2 separate regions of the Arachis hypogaea genome follow, and region 1 is linked to region 2. A link is a contact called in public Hi-C data. All regions are on one chromosome and are shown on one strand. Each heading gives the region's core, a stretch centred on a gene start, on an enhancer-like site or on the middle of the called end of the contact. The rest is flanking DNA. Distances are from core to core; before and after follow the strand shown.

Region 1 (5,287 bases), core at 838-3,337, 510 kb after region 2:
AAGAGAGAAGAGGGGGGTTGTCCCACTAGAAAGGCGATAGTCATCGTGACCACATTATTATAAACGAAGCATAGCGAATGGTCAAACAAGAAGCAACTACGCTCACCACTCAGACAGTTAGTTGGCCGTACAACACTTCTTGGGATTGCTTCTCACTCCTTACTCCTCGCTCTCCCTCCATATTCCCATCCGCCACTTCCAATCTCATTGCCTCTTCTTACCTTTCCTGTTTCTCAATACCCGTTTCCCTCCCTTGAAAATGAGACAAGCATGACCTAGTTTAAATATGACTTATTAATAGTTTAATCAGTTAAATTTATAAACTGACGAGTCAAATTTAAACTTAGAATTGAATTTATAAATTAAATAAATTGAGTTTGAGTTTAGATAAGCTCAACTTATTAATTCGTAAATTAGTTCGATTATATATATAAAATTATTAATACACATATTCTATATGCATTTAGTTTATACTTTTAATATTATATAGATATATATAAAATAGTAATATATATTAATAATCTTAATTATTTAAAATTTTATATTTATTTTTTATATATAATTTTAATGTAGGTCATAAATAAAAAATTTATAATTTATTAATAGATAAATAATATATAAAATTAATCTTTTTAAATATTTTTAAAACATATAAGTTATAATTTATTGATATAAAATTATAGATCATGTTCTTATTATTTGAGCAAACTCGCTCGTTAGTTCGAGCCAACGCATAAGCTTTCGGTAAGTCAAACTTGAGCTTAAAAAATAGGCTCGGTTGTTAATGAGTCGAGCTATTAGCCAAACTCAATTTTTAGGAGCCAAACTTGAGCTTGGTTTAACTCGACTTAACTCGACTCACTTCCAGCCTTACTTCTCAATCTAAAATACCACTCTTATCTTCTTCTAGAATTTTAATAGGATAAAAATAAATAAATAAATTATCATTTTGATTCTAAAAAAATCTAAAAATTATATATAAAAAATTGAAAAATTTATTTTTAAATGATTTTTTCTAAAATTATTGTGTTCTTTATTCAAGAAAAAGCCAAAAATCTAAATTTGGATTATGAAAATATCTCGTTTTACCAAATAAACTTACAAAAAATTGTGTTAAGAGTTCTTTTTCATTTATATTTTTCTATAATTGGTGTATTTTTCAAACTAAGGTGAGGATAAAAAAAATCATTTTTTAAAGTGTTATTTTACCAAAAATTAAAATTTTTAGGTCAAAATAATAGTTTACTCAATTAAAAAAAGTGAAAATTGAATCAATATTTAATTTAATTTTTTTATGGGATTTAATTTAAATTTTTAATATATATGTAAGTTTATAATTTGTTTTACTATTTTAATTAAAAGAAGACTAAAATTTTACTTTCTAACTCTTTTACTCACTTCGGAGAAACTTAATCCTTCATGACAAACTTATGCACTAATAAACATTCTCTCACCTTCATCTAATTTTTTTAGTACTTGTATAATTTAGAAGGTATATATACAAAATGAGTCAAAATATCTTCTAGACGTTTTGTTTTCAATTTTGTGCCATTCACATGAAACAAATGTAGAAAAAATCACTTAAACAAAATGACCAAATCTAAAAAGATGAAAGTACATAATTTTTTTTTTAAGTAAACTTGAGAAAAAAATTGCATTGAAATTTGAATGCTAAAACTTTTATAGAGCATGATTCTTCATAATTTTTCTTTTTTAAGATCCATTTTGTAAAATCTAAAGTTTTTTTGGAGTATCAAAATGGTAGTTTTCTGTTAAAGTGTATTTTACTGTTATTATAAAATATTTTTCTTTTTAAATTAGAAGCAAGATTCAAATCTAAAATTTTTAGATAAAGATCGAAAAATTATGAAATTTGAGATATAGCTCATAAAAATTATTTATGACACTGTTATAAATAAATTTGATTATTCATGTAATCGAAGTTTGGTTATTCTATTGTATGATATGTTTTGATTATTCTAATAATTTTTTATTTATTTAAAAAATATATAAATTAATATGTAAAAATATATACAAATCTATGTAGTGATTTATTTATATAGCGTATATGTTACATTTTTGTGTGTGTATATATATACTTCACAAACATCTAGTTTGATTTTATTAAATGTTTAAAAGAGCAACACTGTCGTTTATTAGGTTCAGAACTTTATCTTTTAGGAACAAAACCCAGTGACATTCCCTCCTATCTCCCTCCCTCTTTCATTTAGCTTCTTTCTTTTTTCCCCCTTCATTCCATATCTATATGTATAAAGCACCACGCATATATATATATGTACATAAAAAATAAGGTCACTGTTTAATGTTATCGTTGATGAAACGCTCGAATCCGAAGTAAATTTCAATCTTTCCCTTCATGATGCGTTTTAGTTAGGAACTTATTATTAGGTTTATTATTTATTATATTTGCATTTCCCTTTTTATCTGACATTTAATTTCGTTGAAATGCAGGAAAGGGGTTAAACTCAGGGTTTGTATTGGGAAAAAGATTGAAGACACAGAATTATATGGTTCTCTTTAGCTTAGAGTATATATATGTTGCTTCAATTGGTGGTGGTCTTGGATATCTGGTTAGTTCTTAATTCTCTTTATTCTTCTTAATTTATTATCTTAATTACCATAATATGTGTTACTTATAACTTTCCTCAGAAGGCATAACCATATATAATACCATGAAATCTAGTAAATTAAGAACTCAGATATTGGAGCTGCTTTTTCGTACTATATCGATCGTTTGCGTGCTTTTCTTTGTTAGGTTATTGTCTGGGTTTTTATGCTCATCACCTCAAATATATGGTTCATTACATTTGTATTGACAAATGATTTTTTATATATCCACTTTTGTGCATACACATTCCTCGTTTATATATATTTTTTGATTGCTATGATGTGTAAAAGTTGTGTCTAATTTACTAAAAAATTTAAAAATTAATATTAAATATTTAAAATTTATCATAAAAAATAAGTTAAATAAAAATTAAAGACCAAATAATAAACATCATAAAATTCATATATATATATTATTTTTTTTCTTTTGTATTAGAAGAAGATTATTATTTTTAGCTACTTTTGAATAGTATAATAAAAAAAATCTTAATTAGAGAGAGTGAGTCTCTCTCTCTCTCACACACACAGAGTGAAAGAATATGTACTAACTAAATATATTAAAAAAGGGTAGGCAAACTAAATATTTAATTAGAGGATAATTATGATACCATATAAAAATACGAAGAACCAATACTCTTTATAACGCGTGTGGGTAAAGAAAAATCACGTATTTTATGAACTAAAATTAATTTTTTTACTTAGTTAAGTCTTAAAACTTATGTTACACTAAAACTAAAAGATTATGAATTTAATTTTTTGAGTTAACAATTATATATATAATATGAGGAAGGACATTTTAAGGAAAAAAAGTATACACAAACTCTCCCTCTTATCCTCATTATATATAGTAGAAATAAAGTAGATATTATTATAATCATAGTGAGGGAAGCAATGTTATATTAATGTTAGCAATTTCTTCGCAACTATTTCTGTTATAATAATTTGGGACAACATTTCTTCTAATTTATAATAAGGGATCAAACATTTTTAAAATTAAGAGATTAGTAAAGTAAAAAGTGAGTGTTTAATTATCTTTAAATTAAGAATAAATGAGTTTTTGATTGAATTAAACTCTTTTAAAATAAAAAAGTTAGTAAAGTAAAAAAAATGAGTATTTAATCATCTTTGAATTAAAATAACGAAACTCACATAAAAAAAAATAAAAAATTCAAAGATAAAATTTTTCTAAAATAAAAAAATTATTGAAGTAAAAAAAAATAAAAGTACAATCACTTTTGAATTAAAGTAGTAGAATTTATGTATGACAAAAAATTATAAATATAATTATAATTAACTTTTTATTTCATTATTTTATTAATTTTTCACTTTAAATAATTTTTTAAAATTCAATATTAATTAAACTTTTATTTTACTAATCTCTTTACTTTAGCCTAATCTTTTTCCTTTGTGATTATGAGGAATGGATTTCAATGCTAGAGATTATATATACTGATTAAGTTTGTGAGTATTAGACAGTCACTTTTTTTTGGTGTAGGAGTATGTGGGCCAATTTCATCAGTTTTTATTTAGAGTTTAGGTTACAATAATTAATCGAAAATTAATTAAAAGTGGGCGACCAGCAAAATAGATGGATTGTTTTGTCGGTGCTGGTGCCTCTATTTGATTTCTGAATATCTGATATGTATAAAATTATCAGAATTTTCTTTTCATTCTTCAAACTTTTCAATGAAAATGCCTGTACGGACATTTAATTTCTTATTGCTGCGAAAATGAATGGTGTTGTTGCGTGGTTAAGCCTAGTTAGGGTAGAATGAATGATTGATAGCTCTCTTGGGATTGCTTCATTAGCCGTCTCTCAAGTCTCAGAATCTGTGAATTGAACAACTGATATGACATTTTATTCCTTAATTCTACTATTGAGTAGGATAGAGTATTATCGAGAAAATAGAATACCATAAATAATGTGTAGATATATATAACAAAAGATTTTTCTATTGAAGTATTTTATTAGAGAAATGATTGGATACTCTTAAAATAATAATGATTGGATGCATGTTAACTCTTGATAATAATTTTTTGTACAAAATACATATCAGAATATAAAAATACACATAAAAAGTGATGTAAAATAAGATATGTATTTATACACAATAAATGAATATTTGGTTTACTAGTAAAATTTTTGTTCCACAATATATTCCTCACAAAACCATCCATAATCATTGCCATGTTTCTCCATACAAAAACCTAATTGATGATCTTCTTGTAGCTAAATGCAGTTGAAGTTTCAAATAATTTTAGTCTGTGATATTTGATATATCATGGTTTTGGTACTATAACTGTACTACTGTCCTTGAAACTACAACCAAAAGAAACAAAAAGCAACCTCTCCTCTCCTCTCACGGGCAAAAAAATATAATTTAATATATGTGAATATATTAAATTTGTTAAAAGATATTTAAATAAAAAAAGAGAAGAAAAAAAAATATGTATTTATAGACACTGTATCAACTTTAGATCATATCAAATGATCAAATGATAAGCTGGATTAAAGTCACCACAGTGTCTTGCAGTTAATTAGGACATATGACACAGTAGAGATAAATAAGGTATCTCATGTTAGAATCTGAAAAGATATATATCGTTTTGAATTTGGTTTCTTTAAAATCTTTGCTTTTGTTATGGCCTCTGCCTCTTC
Region 2 (5,958 bases), core at 272-2,771:
AAACACATAAATCAGAACAATAAATTACCTATTTGTATTGTCAGTGGTATCGAATGAAATAACATCTTCAAAATACTCATAGGCAACTCTGCTTCTTGCGTTAGCCCAAAAAATGATTTTGATTGAGTGATCAAATTTATGTTCAAGCTCGAACAAAAAATTCTGATTCTTCTCTTTCATTCTTAATAAGTATTTTTCAAATTCTTTGGCATGGTCTAGTTCGAAAATATTACGGACTTCCCTCATAATGTAATTTCTCACATCTTTTTTAATAAAACTTAATTTACGAAAACACCCTGCTGTGTCACAAATGATTGATATATTTTGGTTGGTCTAATTCCAACTTCATCATTATTCTCAATCGTACGGCGTACAAACATGATTAACAACCTGTGTTGTTTAAGCATCTCTGCTTGATTTGGACAATACGGATGTGAATGATATCAAAACAACTTTTAAAATAATCTAAACACCAACGTCCTTCAATATATGTATATAAATTCTTATAGGATAATTTAATCCAGCTAAGGAATTTATCTTCTGAGTTGGAAATATGTTTGATTTCCATTTACCCTCTATGCTACATGTAATCAATTGGTTCTTAATTTTATTTTTCTTCTTATTTGTGTTATAAATTTTCGTAGAAAAACCTGCAAGTTTAGAATAATCTTTATAGAGTTTTTCAACTTTTCAAGTGCATTAAAAATCATCCCAACTTTTGGCACAAACTACCCATCAACATCACAAAGAAACTAAAAAAAACCAAAAAAAAGTTTCAGATTAAACCAAAATGTCTTTCCAAATGCACCGAAATTAGAAATGAAGCAGATTCAGCGAAATAACAATTCAAAACTCCTACATTATATTTAAATTCAAACGTCCAAGCATGAATACCAATTTTTACAAACAAAAATGAAATTATTCAACTACAGGAGCATCAACTACTAATGAAGAACATTAACTAAGATCGAACCAAACCTCATCCACTTAATTCGTTTCAAAAAAATAATCCAATTCGCCATGGTTCAACTGACAGTTTGAACTTGTATTATTCATTGTCTTCAAAAACAAAATATCTGTTTAAATTTGATTTCACTGCTTGATTTAAAAAAAAAACTGTTCCAAATCTTCAAATAAGATCAAAGAGCATTGATCATGAATAAAAAAAACACAAAAAATGAAAAGAATGCAGAAAAGAAAGAAAACGCAGAAAAAGAAGAGAACACAAAAAATGCTTAGAAAAAAAACCGAAATTCGCATAAAAAAGAGCTATATATAATGTCGTGATCTCTCAAAAGTTAGTTAGAGATAACGACACATGTAGCTGAATTAAGTTAGAACAACTTAGTTAAATTTAATTGATTAAATAACTTGGATGCAGAGCTTTATTATAATTAATAAATACGAACAAAAGGAAAAAAAATTATAACTCCGTTTGACTTCTAAATTTTGACCCCAAAACATTATTGGTAAATGGTAACAAATTCAATTGATGTTACAACTTACAACTCAGAAAAAATTGCATATTATGTTCACGTAATAACAATGCCAGTTTTTTTTTTTAACTAAATAAAAAGAAGCCATACTTAAGCAACACTGCCAAGTGCCAACACACGGTGATTATAGCTTCAATTTTCTAAAGGCCAACACCAATAAAATATAAATCGGAACAAATTAAAGAGGTTTCCAAAATAATAGAAACAATTTCGTTAGAAAATAATATTTTAATAAATAATCAGGGGGCGTGCAATCCCCATACCAATTACCGTTAAAAGGTATTTCTTCTTCTTCGCTTTGCTTTGCTTTGCTTTGCTTTAGGCTTTCCTCAGATTCGTTCCAATGGCGGCCATAACCCGCCTCGTGAAGCGCGCCTCCCCTTCCCTCTTCGTCTCTTCCACCGCGGCAAGAAGGCTCTTCTGTTCCGAATCCAGCTCCCACGCGCCGCCGCAGGATGACTTCCACGCCCCGCAGCGCAAGGATCCGAAAGACAGGAATGTGCAGTGGGTGTTCCTTGGGTGCCCCGGCGTCGGAAAGGGCACCTACGCCAGCCGCCTCTGCAACCTCATCGGCGTCCCTCACATCGCCACCGGCGATCTCGTCCGCCACGAGCTCGCCTCCAAAGGCCCCCTTTCCTCTCAGGTTCCCTAAACCCTTCTTTTTACTTTTTAACCTCTTCCTAATATTTTTAAATTTGACGGAAAAATTTACCTTTATGTTACATGATTTTGGTTGAGTTGAAATTTTGAAGTGTTAATGGCGTAGTGTTATCAATTTTATACTTGTGATGTCGCATATCTGGATAGTATTCCTTGTGAAGTGATATTAAAAATGTGTACCTTCTGTGTCTGATAAGCTGTATGGATAGATGTAGTGATGCAATCGTATGATCCTGTAGTACAGGATTGTTATTATGGGGTTGACATCTGTGTAGGAAAGAAGAAAAAAAACATTGATTTTGAGAGCTTGAATCTATAGACTTTTGTTGGACGTAGCTTTAGCTGGAACTGGATCTTAATTCTTAATCTGGTTGTTGGAGTTGAAAATTCTCAAACTCTTCTGATTGTAGATAATCTTAAGGGTGATTATTTGTGCCATAATTTGCCACTTATCGTTGATGTTTTTTATTTTTTATTTTTTTTCATGATAATCTGTGCAGTATCCATCTAAATTTGGATTTGGCCGTCCTCGGTTACTTAAACAATTTAATTATTGAGGTTCTTGCGTTCTCTTTTTCTACAAGTGTAGCATATTCTGTTCTTTTGATTGCATGTGGAATTTATTTTACTGGGTTTATATGGGGATTTTTCGAAGGTTGAATTTCGGGGAGTTTCAACATTTCGCTGAACCAAATTATTGATGTCTTGATTGTCTGTTTAAAAACAAAAAGAAAAAAAAAAACACAGCTCCAGCGAATTGATCCTAACCATACCTATACTTTAAAAAACCTGCTTTTCAAAAACAATTTTAAAACTAATCTCTGTATTTATTAAAACCAGTTTCTATCAAGGTCTTTTTTTTTATTTTTAAAGAAAATCCTCTTTAAATACTGTCTATTTTTAGAACCTGTTCAATTTTCCTCTGTTTTTCTCTCTCACGTGTTCTTGTATGTGATTTCACTCCTTTCCTCCTCCTCCTCCTCGCTCTCTATTTATGGCCTTGTTTGTTTGGTGCTACATCCACCCTTGATGATGCCTTCTCCCTCTTCGTCATGCTCCATTAGTACAGATCTCGGTGATGATTACCACAACCAATAGTGGAAAGCTTTATTATAATGTCAATCTTTTATTATTGATGTCTAAGCATCTTTTTTTTTTTTAAACATTTTTAAAGTCACTAAGTATTTGAAATTGTAGATATTGACGAATGTTGATTCTTTTGAGCTTTTAATGATGCTTATTAATGGTACTTCAAGAGGTCATAGTGTGCCCTAATTTTTATCTGTTCATTTAGAGCTGACAAGGGTGAATGGAAGGTGAAATGGTTTTGAGAACTAATTATTAGGGCATATTTTTTTTTTTTTTCCAAATTAAGGGTTTAGCTAACATCTAACATGTCCCCTTAGGGCATATGATTAAGTTATAAATTAAGAAAGTCTTTTTAGAAAACAATGCAAAATTTAAATTCTCAATGCATTTGTTGTGCATTTATTAAAATAAAGTATTTAAAACTTTCTATTACTAGCAACCTTAACTTGGTTAGCTAAACCCATAAATAAATATTAATAACATGAAACGAATTATACATAAGGAAAAGTCTAGGGGACCAACAGTTTTATTGAATTTTGGCCAGCATGTAACCGGCAGAAGAAGGTGAGCCATTGGATGAAATTTCACACCAATCTCACACCATCAAATCATCATTGATGGCTAATTGATGGCTAACAATCACAAAAATTACTGACCCCCTAGCATTGCTCAATACATAATAAGACCATATAGTTATATACTGTTTTCCTGTTTCGTCATTCACAGTTTCACACAATCTCTTTGGTCTCTAAATGCAATGTATGGTTTCTTTTACAGCTATCAGAAATTGTAAATCAAGGTAAATTGGTATCAGATGAAATTATTATAAGTTTATTATCAAAGAGGTTGGCTGATGGGGAAGCTAAAGGCGAGTCCGGATTCATTCTTGATGGTTTTCCTCGAACAATAAGCCAAGCAGTGAGTATCTCTATATTTCGTTATTGTTACACCTCCATAGCACTGGCGCATCAATATTGCTATTGATAGTGGGTTCTAATTTGCAAAGCACAAATTTTAATGAAAAGTGTGTAGGAGTCTTGTTAGAATGGATAATATGATTATTTCAGAAATAACCTATCTTACCTAGATTCTTTGATTTTTTTTTTGTTTACAGCTAACCAACTATTACTTTTCACCAAAACTATAAGTATGTTGGATTTAATTTTGTTCCTCTACCGATTGAGCTTTTTTCTTTCCTTCAGAATTTAATTGAATCATGCTTATGTCATCGTTAAAAAAAAAACTCTTAATGATGACAACAATTAACAGCTACCTTAAAGGTCAAAATTCAAACTCTTCGGTTTATGTCAACACATTTGTGTGATATATCAAAATAATCTAAATTGATAATGGATCAAAAGTAAATGCAAAGCTCCGAATAACCAATTTTTCATCTCATCGTTTGATATTTCTTGAGACTAAGTAACCAAATGCAAAGCTCCGAATAACCAATTTTTCTCATCTCATCGTTTGATATTTCTTGAGACTAAGTAACCAAACAGCAGCTTATTTTTTTGCCAACCTTCCCAAACCCTCTTTACCACCCCTCAACCTCTCTCTCTTTCTCTCTCTGGATGCATGAAGTCTATAACATGTTAGTTTTCTATAGCAGCTGTTTATTTGAATAATGTGCATAAAATTTTATTGCTTTTTTCTTGTGCTTAGGAAATATTGGAAAGAGTAATTGACATTGACTTGGTAGTCAATCTGAAGCTCCAAGAAGAAGCATTGCTTGCAAAATGCCTGGGTAGGAGAATTTGCAATCAGTGTGGTGGAAATTTTAATGTTGCTTCCATTGACGTCAAGGGTGAGAATGGGAGCCCTGGAATGTCTATGGCTCCGCTTCTTCCTCCAGCTCATTGTATGTCAAAGCTCATTACTCGTTCAGACGATACTGAAGCTGTAGTTAAAGAAAGGCTTCGCATATACAATGAAATGGTATTTTCCCTGTTATTGTTATTATTATTCAGTTGACTTAATTAAGCTATTGACAGTTTGAGTTCGTTGATTCCTTCAAATACTGCGTATGACCTTTTTTATTTATTTATTTATTTATTATGGAAGCATGTGATAGATCTGAATAACTCTGCATAGAGAGTTAAAACATTTCTAATTTCTTGTTGCTACCCATTACCTTTTGACTTTGTTGTCTATTTTATTTTAAACATACATTCTTATAACTTTTTTCTGTCATGAATGCAGAGTAAGCCTGTGGAGGAATTCTACCGTAGTCGAGGAAAACTATTGGAGTTTAACCTTCCCGGAGGGATCCCAGAATCTTGGCCAAAATTGCTGCAAGCTCTTAATCTCGATGATTATGAGGAGAAGCGGTCCGCTGCAGCATAAAAAGTTGTATTATTGTACCATAAAAAATGACTATTTCATTCTTTGCATGCATATGTATATTGCATGCTTCACAATTTTGCAGGAAAGGAAAGAGAACCATTGTTTGGACCTAATAATATGATATCAGGAAGTGTGATAATCTGAGAAAACTTCTGCCCTGTTGGGATTTCTATTGTTTTTTCAATTGGCTATATGGCAAAGCATAATTGTTATTGATCAGCAATAAACCTGAATTATAGAACTGATACTTGTTATTGAGTTGTAACTTAAACTCATGATATATAATTAAAACAGGGTCAAGGGATTTAATATTATTTTACTGGAGTAATTTCCAGGAAGACCTAATTATTGATGATATTTTGCTGAT

Evidence for each region. A called contact is a pair of places that touch in the nucleus more often than the background predicts.
Region 1: a Hi-C map of leaf shows a contact between it and region 2, with 2.4 times the contacts expected there. The contact joins the promoter of LOC112696493 here to the promoter of LOC112696492 in region 2. A contact is called at or near these places in 2 of 8 Hi-C or Micro-C datasets (both in leaf).

What each region holds. Positions count from the first base shown.
Region 1 is chr6:25,664,589-25,669,875 of arahy.Tifrunner.gnm2.J5K5, forward strand. LOC112696493 (WRKY transcription factor 44) reads left to right here and starts at 2,088. Exons shown (of 7, transcript XM_025749293.3): 1 at 2,088-2,355; 2 at 2,473-2,591.
Region 2 is chr6:25,151,712-25,157,669 of arahy.Tifrunner.gnm2.J5K5, forward strand. It overlaps LOC112696492 (adenylate kinase 1, chloroplastic), which reads left to right and starts at 1,522. Exons shown (of 4, transcript XM_025749290.3): 1 at 1,522-2,139; 2 at 4,023-4,163; 3 at 4,911-5,183; 4 at 5,448-5,905. The coding sequence starts at 1,840. The coding sequence ends at 5,591.